3 separate regions of the Mus musculus genome follow, and all the other regions are linked to region 1. Evidence: chromatin contacts called from public Hi-C and HiChIP or PLAC-seq data. All regions are on one chromosome and are shown on one strand. Each heading gives the region's core, a stretch centred on a gene start, on an enhancer-like site or on the middle of the called end of the contact. The rest is flanking DNA. Distances are from core to core; before and after follow the strand shown.

Region 1 (2,555 bases), core at 27-2,526:
TTCATAGATATGGAAACAGGAACTCGGAACATGGAAGTAAGCTATTTTGTGGAAGGGGGCTACATTAGTATCAATCAAGGCAACTTATTCCAAATGTTTAAAAACAATGTACAAGCACTAAGTCAGCAGATTAAGTACTTGACAAGATTCTATGACAGTGACCAGATTATTCAACCAATAAACCAGTTCTGCACTTACAGAAACTTTTAAGTACAGTGTGGAGCGAGAACTTGTGCGTAGCACTTTTGGTTTTAAGAAGCGGAATTAAGCAAAATAAAAGGAACTGGATTACCAAATTATGTACAAACTATATGGCAACAGTACAATGGCAGTTTCCAGGTTCGTTTTCTGGTGAAAGGCCAGCGAAGGAGCCATGAACTGAACAGTGTCACCTATGTCATTGGCCAATATGTTCATAGCCTGTGAGGCCCATGGATATAAGGAGATGCTAGGCATTTTGATTTCTAACTTTCACTAACCGTTTAAAGGAAGCCCACCATCTGCCCAAGTAAAGCAGCGCACACAGTATGGCAAAACCTTTGAAACATGTACAGCATCTTTCCAGTGAAGGTTGGAAAGGTCTCTTAACATCTCCCGTCAAAACACCCACAAACACACCAGTAAAAGTTGGATATGCTCACTGCACACCCCACTTTAAGTCACAGAAAGCATGCTTACCTGTCACATACTCAGCTTCGAATCTCCGCCGGGTCTCTGAGATTAGCTTGGCTTTATTCTGAGCGTTATTCTGGATAGGAGACACAACAAAACCTTAAGATGCTCTCGGTCCTTACCCAGATCACTCCCAACACAGCTCACCTGCACCGGAGCGCACGGGCCCTGGGCCTGGAAGCTGTCTTCCAGGCTCACGGCCCAGGCAGCGATGAGGTGCTGCTCACCTCGGCCATGGTCACAGTCGCGGAACCTATTGTGGTTGTACCCGTCGCTCCTTCCACAGCCTGCAGCCAAGTGTCTCATCACCAGCCAGCCCAGCCCAAAGGTAGATCAAGAAGGGAGGGAGGGGGGGAGGGGGTCGCGTGACACCGGAACGTAGAAGGAAGTGCCTCCACACTGTCCAATCCCATAGTGTTGTCCGGGGTAGAGGCGGGAATAAGTGCTCTGCTGGGCTCCCACTTGCTTCTCTAAAGGAGAAACCCCGCCTTCCGACGACCTCCTGGCACCGGTGTCCCGCCCCAAGTAGCCTGGAGCACTCTGATGCTTTTCCCTGAAGCTCAGCCCCTACAGCTCAGCTGGCCATTTGCTTCCAGCCCTCGGAGGCTCCGCCCCTCCCAGGTCCCCTCTGGCTACCACCTCCTGCAGGCTTTGCCGCCTGAGTTGTTCAGGCAACTATTGGGCCGGTTGTCCCAGCGTGCAATGCGCGGGCGGGAGGTTTGGAGTCCTTTGGTGCAACTGGAACGTGGCAATTTGGCAGCCTTGGAGAACTGGTTTTGGTTTGGTTTGGTTTTCTCCTGACCGCTCGCAGATAACTTGCATTGTGAGTATTCGCTATATTCGGCGATTATTTCTGTTAAGGTTCTTTTCTTTTGGCTGTGGTGTCTGGCTTTATAGTGCTGGCAACTTGGTCTGTAGCCTAGGTTGGCCTCCCTTCTCAGACATGAGTTTTCTGTGTCAGTCTCTCTGATCCTGGTTACAGGTATAACCACCACAGTTGTGGACTGGGAGACGCTCACAAGGCAACCGTCTTTGAACTCTGAGTTAAGTGGTTATAGAAAGTTAAAAGGAAAGATGTTATTTTGAGTTACTTGTTCTTAACGAGGTGGGGGTAGACTCTTGTTCCTGCCATGTAAGTGACATTTGTGGGTGTCACCGCTCTAGAATGGGAGTGTAGCTGATTTCTAATGGGGAGAAGCCAACGATGCTGCCAAGCTTGCAGGACAGGTCGCAATACTTATCCAGGGTGAAATGCAAACATTGCCGAGACTGGTGAAAGCTTAGATTTATAAAGTACTACAACAAACTATTAGCTTTGGTGGCTTAGTTGAACATAACAATGCTGCCTTTCTTAAAAACTGACCAACACTGAAGACTACTTGTACTGGCAATTAGAGAAAACGTTTTCCCAGGCACTGGGGATGTCGATCACAGGTCCAGCACATGCTGGAGACCTCAAGTTCCAGCCTCAGCAGCCCTGCCCCTCTGCCAAAAAGGACAACCCACGTTTTACCTAGTCTGTAGCTGGTTGACCTTAAAAAGGCAGTTAACATCTTTTCCCAAAGCGTTTTCAATATTTGTTTTTATGGGAAAATTTGAACACATTGTTTAAAGTTTGTTTGAAAACTTTCATAAAAATATTTGAGTAACTCCGAGCTCCCCTAGACTCCCACTTCCCTACTTTGATACCCATATTCTTTACTAAAAGTCAACCATCATGGTAAGGATTACATTCCTTTTAACTGTAGTGTGATATTCCATCTGTTTATTTTCTTAATGGTAATCATTCAAGTTCTTAATTTTTATGTTGCAAATAGGAGTGCAGTATATATTTCCCGGTTGTAGTATTGTTTCATATGGGGTCAGGTTGGAAATGCAGTTGC
Region 2 (2,555 bases), core at 15-2,514, 440 kb before region 1:
TTTACACAAAACCTAGTGTGGATGGTTGTAGTTCTTGTTTTGAGAGATGAATTTTGAGGTTCCATTAATATCATTATAAAGAAAATATTGCAGTCATTTAAGGGAAATCGTTACATATGAGATTACATATGGTCTACATGATCTTGAAAGATATATCCGTTATAATTTTCTGGTGCTTCTTAATTTAACTTGCTATATGGAACAAAATACCCATGAAAGGAGTTACAGAGACCAAGTTTGGAGCTAAGACGAAAGGATGGACTATCCAGAGACTACCCCACCTGGGGATCCATCCCACAATCAGCCACCAAACCCAGACACTATTGCATATGCCAGCAAGATTTTGCTGAAGGGACCCTGGTATGAGGCTATGCCAGTGCCTGGCAAATACAGAAGTAGATGCTCACAGTCATCTATAAGATGGAACACCGGCCCCCAGTGGAGAAGCTAGAGCAAGCCATAAGGAGCTGAAGGGGTGTGCAATCCTATAGGTGGAACAACAATATGAACTAACCAGTATCCCCAGAGCTCGTGTCTCTAGATGGTTATGTATGTAGCAGAAGATGGCCTATTCGGCCATCACTGGGAAGAGAGGCCCCTTGGTATTTCAAACTTTATATGCCCCAGTACAGGGGAATGCCAGGGCCAAGAAGTGGGAGTGGGTGGGTAGGGGAGCAGGGCGGGGGGGGGAGGGTATAGGAAACTTTTGGGATAGCATTTGAAATGTATATAAAGAAAATATCTAATAAGAAAAACAAAAAAGAAAAAAAAAAGAAAATGCCTAGAATACGCTTCTAAAAATCACAAGTTATTCCAGAAGATGGCGCTATTGGCACATACTTCCTAAAGCAAAAGCCTTGCTACTCATAAATGTCCAGTCACAAAATGGTTTACAACAGAGCCTCTGGAAATTTCCATTTGGGAATGAAAACTTTGTGATAATAGATTCTACCGACAATGGTTTCTTTCTTTGGTTCTATAACCCATATATTTCTAGTTTGAATAAAAACCCCCCTTACCCCCCAGTCTGTCTGGCTTTTAACTGGACTATCTTTTCTCTACTCAGAATTTATAGATAGCTAATGAACAGAGGCATTCCTGCATTTTTCTAGTTTATTCCGTTCCATTCAGTCACTGAGTTTGTTTATTCAGGGATTATTTAGTGAGTGGCTTTGTCGGTGGCAGTCACTATTCTAGACACTAAGGAGGAAAAGTTAATGAGATTGGCATAGTCTAACAACAGATACGGTTTCCTAGCTCTTACATTGTAGTCAGCCTTTTGCCAAGGGGCAGGAGCCGTGAGCAATTTTGCTAGTGTTTTTCAGAAAACATCAGTTTAGGGCTAGGAAATTGGCCCAGAAAGTGTAGGCATGGCAACCAAGTACCCAGGATGATCCCCGGAACCCATGCAATAGTCGGGCACAGCAACGCACACTTTTCCACCTACTTGGAGCAGGGGCAAAGGCAATCTAGCCAAAATGGCAAATTGCAGGCAGGTTTAGGAAGAGATCCTGTCTCAAAGGAAAAGAAGGGGAGGAGCATTCGAGGGAGGAGGACACTTAGTGTTGACCTTTCGTCTCCACACAGAAAGGGACAAATGTTCATGCATACATACTAAACATATAAACATGAACAGGGTACACACATACACACACACACACACACACACACACACACACACACACACACACAAACAGTAGCCTGGTGTCTCATGTAAAATGTTTCTGATAAACCCTTTCTATCGTAATCCAAAACTAACAGAATTACTAGAAGAATATTACAATTAAGCAAGTCATAAATCCATACAGCAAATGGTCATTGTCCCAAAAATGTCAGCACAATGCCCCTTGTCGCAATTTAGGGAAATGTAAAAGCACTTCACTTAGCGGTAGAAAGAAGTCCTTCTTTAAACGAGCCACCTTTATGAATATGGATGTGATTGCATTTACTAGTGGTGTACATCTATGAATGCTTTGTTAACCAATGCAGTGCAAGCAGTTATATCATCAAAGCTGTATAAATGACACTTAAACACCCCTCCCCACTGTCCTGGCTAGGTTTATGGCAACTTGACATAAACGAAAGTCACTGGAGAGGAAGCAACTTCAATTGAGAAAAACGCCTTAAGCCTGTGCCCAGCTCACCTTCCATGCCAAGCTCTGGGCTGGTGATCTTGAGTTCTATAAGAAAACAGCAAACTATGATGAACAAGCTATTAAGCAGCACACCTCCATGGCCTATACACTAGGAGCCTCCAGGTTCCTGCCCTGACTTTGATGATGAATTGTAATATGGAAACAATAGGCAAAATAAACCTATTCCTCCCCAAGTGGCTTTTGGTTACGTGTTTTGTTTTGTTTTGTTTTGTTTTGTTTTGTTTTGTTTTGTTTTGTTTACAGCATTAAAACCCTTCAGATATCCACTTTAAAGAATGAAGAATGTAAGCTTGGTTTCATGATGCCTTCTTTTAAAACAAGTAAGCATTCTATCTGTTTTCAGATGGCAGTCTAACCTATTATGTAGACTAGTGTGTTGTTGCTTTCCAATATTTTTCT
Region 3 (2,555 bases), core at 34-2,533, 350 kb after region 1:
GCATGCAAATATGACATCTCACTTGTTTTAATTATCCACACCCCATTTCTCATACAGACATAAGTACAAAGATGTCATTTTTAATTAAATTTTGATATGCAATCAATTCTCAAATAGACCGAACAAGAGGATAGAGTTGCATAAAGATATTTACTACTTGAAAAAAATGTCTAAATCATAGACTTCATAGTACAATTTTAGTTAGTGAGATATAAGAGAAGTCCCAAGTTGGCTGAGAATCAGCGTTCTTATTTATTTTACATCAAATGAGCGTGCTCCTGGGGAATTAATCCAATCACTTCCACCATATGAAAAAAGGAACATTGCACCCAATAATCCCTTTAAATGACTTCCAGAAGAATTTGAAAGCTAAAGATATCAACCTTACACAGTAATGTAAAGAGCACACAACTCACTAGTCTAATCTTAATATCACATTGACGGCGAAAATGTGTGCCAAAATGCATAAAGTGCAGCTATATAACATAAAACTTGCTTTGGTGAACATTTGCCTCCCTCCCACCATAATTAAGCTTTTTTTTTTTTTTTTTTAATGAACAAAAGAAAGCAAACTCTCCTCTCCGACATTGGAATAGTAGGATTTAGGGAACAAATAGACAGATCATTACATACTTTCTCTTTCAAACAGTTTTCATGTGGAAAATATAAGCATGCAAAATCATTTCACCTACCTGAAGTGGTTTGTCCCTAAGAAAAATGCAAACAAGGCTGTCAAAATGTTCACTAGCTGCCGGTACATTCCTGTTTCTGTGATGGTTGTGGAAAATATCCCGAAATGATTCCAGAAAGGAGACTAGGACAAAGTGCCTATTTATTGTCCAGACTCAAAATCTGGCAGGAATCTAGTTTCCTTGAAAATCAAAAAGAGATTTGGGGTTGTACAGTTTGCTGAGAAAAAACAAAAAGTGCCAGTCTTGGGCATCATGGTCAGGTCAAACCAAGACTCAGAACCATCAGTTAGCCCAGGAGAGACAAAGCCTCAGAACTGATGAATCCCCTAGCTGCTTTTCCTGAATAATAAAAATGCTGTTACCTTAATCGCATCACCATGCAAAGGGGGCTGGTGACAATGCCACGCTGGAAGTCAGGCTGCTGTAGCTTTTGTTTTATATCTTTTCTATTCAGCAAAGCCCCTCTCCTTAGGAAATGTTCTCTTTTAAAAAGAAGTTGCAAATGAGGGAGAAGAAAAGACTCTGTATATTGAAGTGTTTGGGGGAAAGAGGGAAAAAATGCTGCGATCCTGTGCTGGAATGAGAGCTACAGAAAGAGACGGAGACGTGATCTTACCCAGCCTATAAATTTCAGCACTCGGACAGCTCCTAGCTCTGAAGTGCGCATGTTTCCTTTTTCAGTAGCTTGGGGCGGGGGTCGGAGAGAGGCTTTTGAGAGGAGATGAGCCTGCTGTTGAAATGCAGAGTGACTGATTCTTTGGTAAGGGGCTACTGAAAGGAGTGCGATAACAACTATGGCTAGAGTCTGTGTAGAGGGAAAAGGTGAGGCTAGGGTCGAGCTCCCAGAAATGCCTGTGGGTAGGCGGGAAAGGAGTTTGAAGCAGAAGAGACTGAAAGAGGATTAAAAGTATCAGAAAAGTAAACTAGGACAACAGAGAACAAGATCCAGGGAACTGAAATTATAATAGGGATATAGGAAGTCAACATCTAGTCAGCGGAAGCTAGAGGAAAAGCGAAGTCCTGTGCTGAAGGCTGAAGTGGAGAGTGTATTTCCTCGGCATAGAGAAGCTTTCACGTACAAAAAAAAAAAAAAAAAAAAAAAAAAAAAAGGTGCGCGGAGATCAGCAATTTAGAATATCTTCTGCCTTTCTCAGCTCTTGAGTGTTTTGTTTTGATTTTAGCCTCTTGTTCCTAACTGATCTATCTTCCTACTTGGGAAAGTTCGTTCTACTGTTCAGTGCATAAAATCTTGGGGCATCCTCAAGTCGCAAGTAAATACCAAAAGGGAAAGAAAAGGACAGTGAGCCAGCAGGGGGCAGTAGCAATCTTTTCCTGCCCGAATTAAGGTTTGAACAGGGTTCCATGATAGAAATGGAGCAAGAAAAAGTGAAGACTGGGGGCTTAGTCTCACCATTGCAGTACAGAGTGTTAATCACCAATAAGGGTCAAATAATTAAGTGGATTTTTCCTCTTCCCACACTGGCTGAAAACTGATTGAAAGTTCCTGAGTTCAGTTCAAAGCATATCACATAACCTGCTCTCTCCAAATGAATTTACCAATACTATTAATAAAAAGAGAAAGGGGAAATATTTTAACAGTAGTAACTAGTTTCCCTTGAAAATGTGCACTTACGATGAAGTGGGTGAGGAACTTGCATTTGTCCATGAAATATCACTCCTTAGCCACCTTGGCACTCTACCACAGGACTTGATTTGAGAATGCTTTACTATTGTTAAATTTATCCCATAAATGACAAGCTTATCCTTGGGTTGGCTTGAATATCAAAGAAAAGTCACAAAAATTTTATACTTTTTCAAAAGTAGATTCTGAGAGGAAAAAATATCTAAGTTCTTTTCATTTTT

The links. Hi-C and Micro-C count contacts between places; a contact is called where the count stands out from the background. HiChIP or PLAC-seq counts read pairs in DNA pulled down with a chosen protein or histone mark.
Region 2: a contact with region 1 is called in an H3K4me3 HiChIP or PLAC-seq map of stem cell-derived neural progenitor cells, with 3 times the contacts expected there. The contact joins the enhancer-like site here to the promoter of Fancb in region 1. A contact is called at or near these places in 7 of 39 promoter capture datasets (the HPC-7 cell line, cranial neural crest, embryonic stem cells and 3 more), 3 of 484 Hi-C or Micro-C datasets (muscle stem cells and uterus), 4 of 115 datasets of contacts at active chromatin or transcription factors (astrocytes, embryonic forebrain, fibro-adipogenic progenitors and 1 more) and 1 of 9 other capture datasets (pancreatic islet).
Region 3: a Hi-C map of cerebellum shows a contact between it and region 1, with 3 times the contacts expected there. The contact joins the promoter of Glra2 here to the promoter of Fancb in region 1. A contact is called at or near these places in 1 of 484 Hi-C or Micro-C datasets (cerebellum) and 1 of 115 datasets of contacts at active chromatin or transcription factors (forebrain).

Annotation. Positions count from the first base shown.
Region 1 is chrX:164,979,316-164,981,870 of GRCm38.p6, forward strand. Fancb (Fanconi anemia, complementation group B) reads left to right here and starts at 1,277. Exons shown (of 9, transcript NM_001146081.1): 1 at 1,277-1,495. Mospd2 (motile sperm domain containing 2) reads right to left here and starts at 1,060. Exons shown (of 15, transcript NM_029730.4): 1 at 900-1,060; 2 at 679-748. The coding sequence starts at 908.
Region 2 is chrX:164,540,792-164,543,346 of GRCm38.p6, forward strand. No RefSeq gene overlaps it. Among named protein-coding and RNA genes, the nearest start is that of Asb9, 44 kb to the left of the region's middle. Within about 2 kb of position 1,265, at least 1 of the 459 cell types and tissues checked has an H3K27ac peak or open chromatin away from gene starts, as enhancers often do. A contact at or near this core is called in stem cell-derived neural progenitor cells, where this site is marked.
Region 3 is chrX:165,326,110-165,328,664 of GRCm38.p6, forward strand. Glra2 (glycine receptor, alpha 2 subunit) reads right to left here and starts at 1,284. Exons shown (of 9, transcript NM_183427.5): 1 at 693-1,284. The coding sequence starts at 760.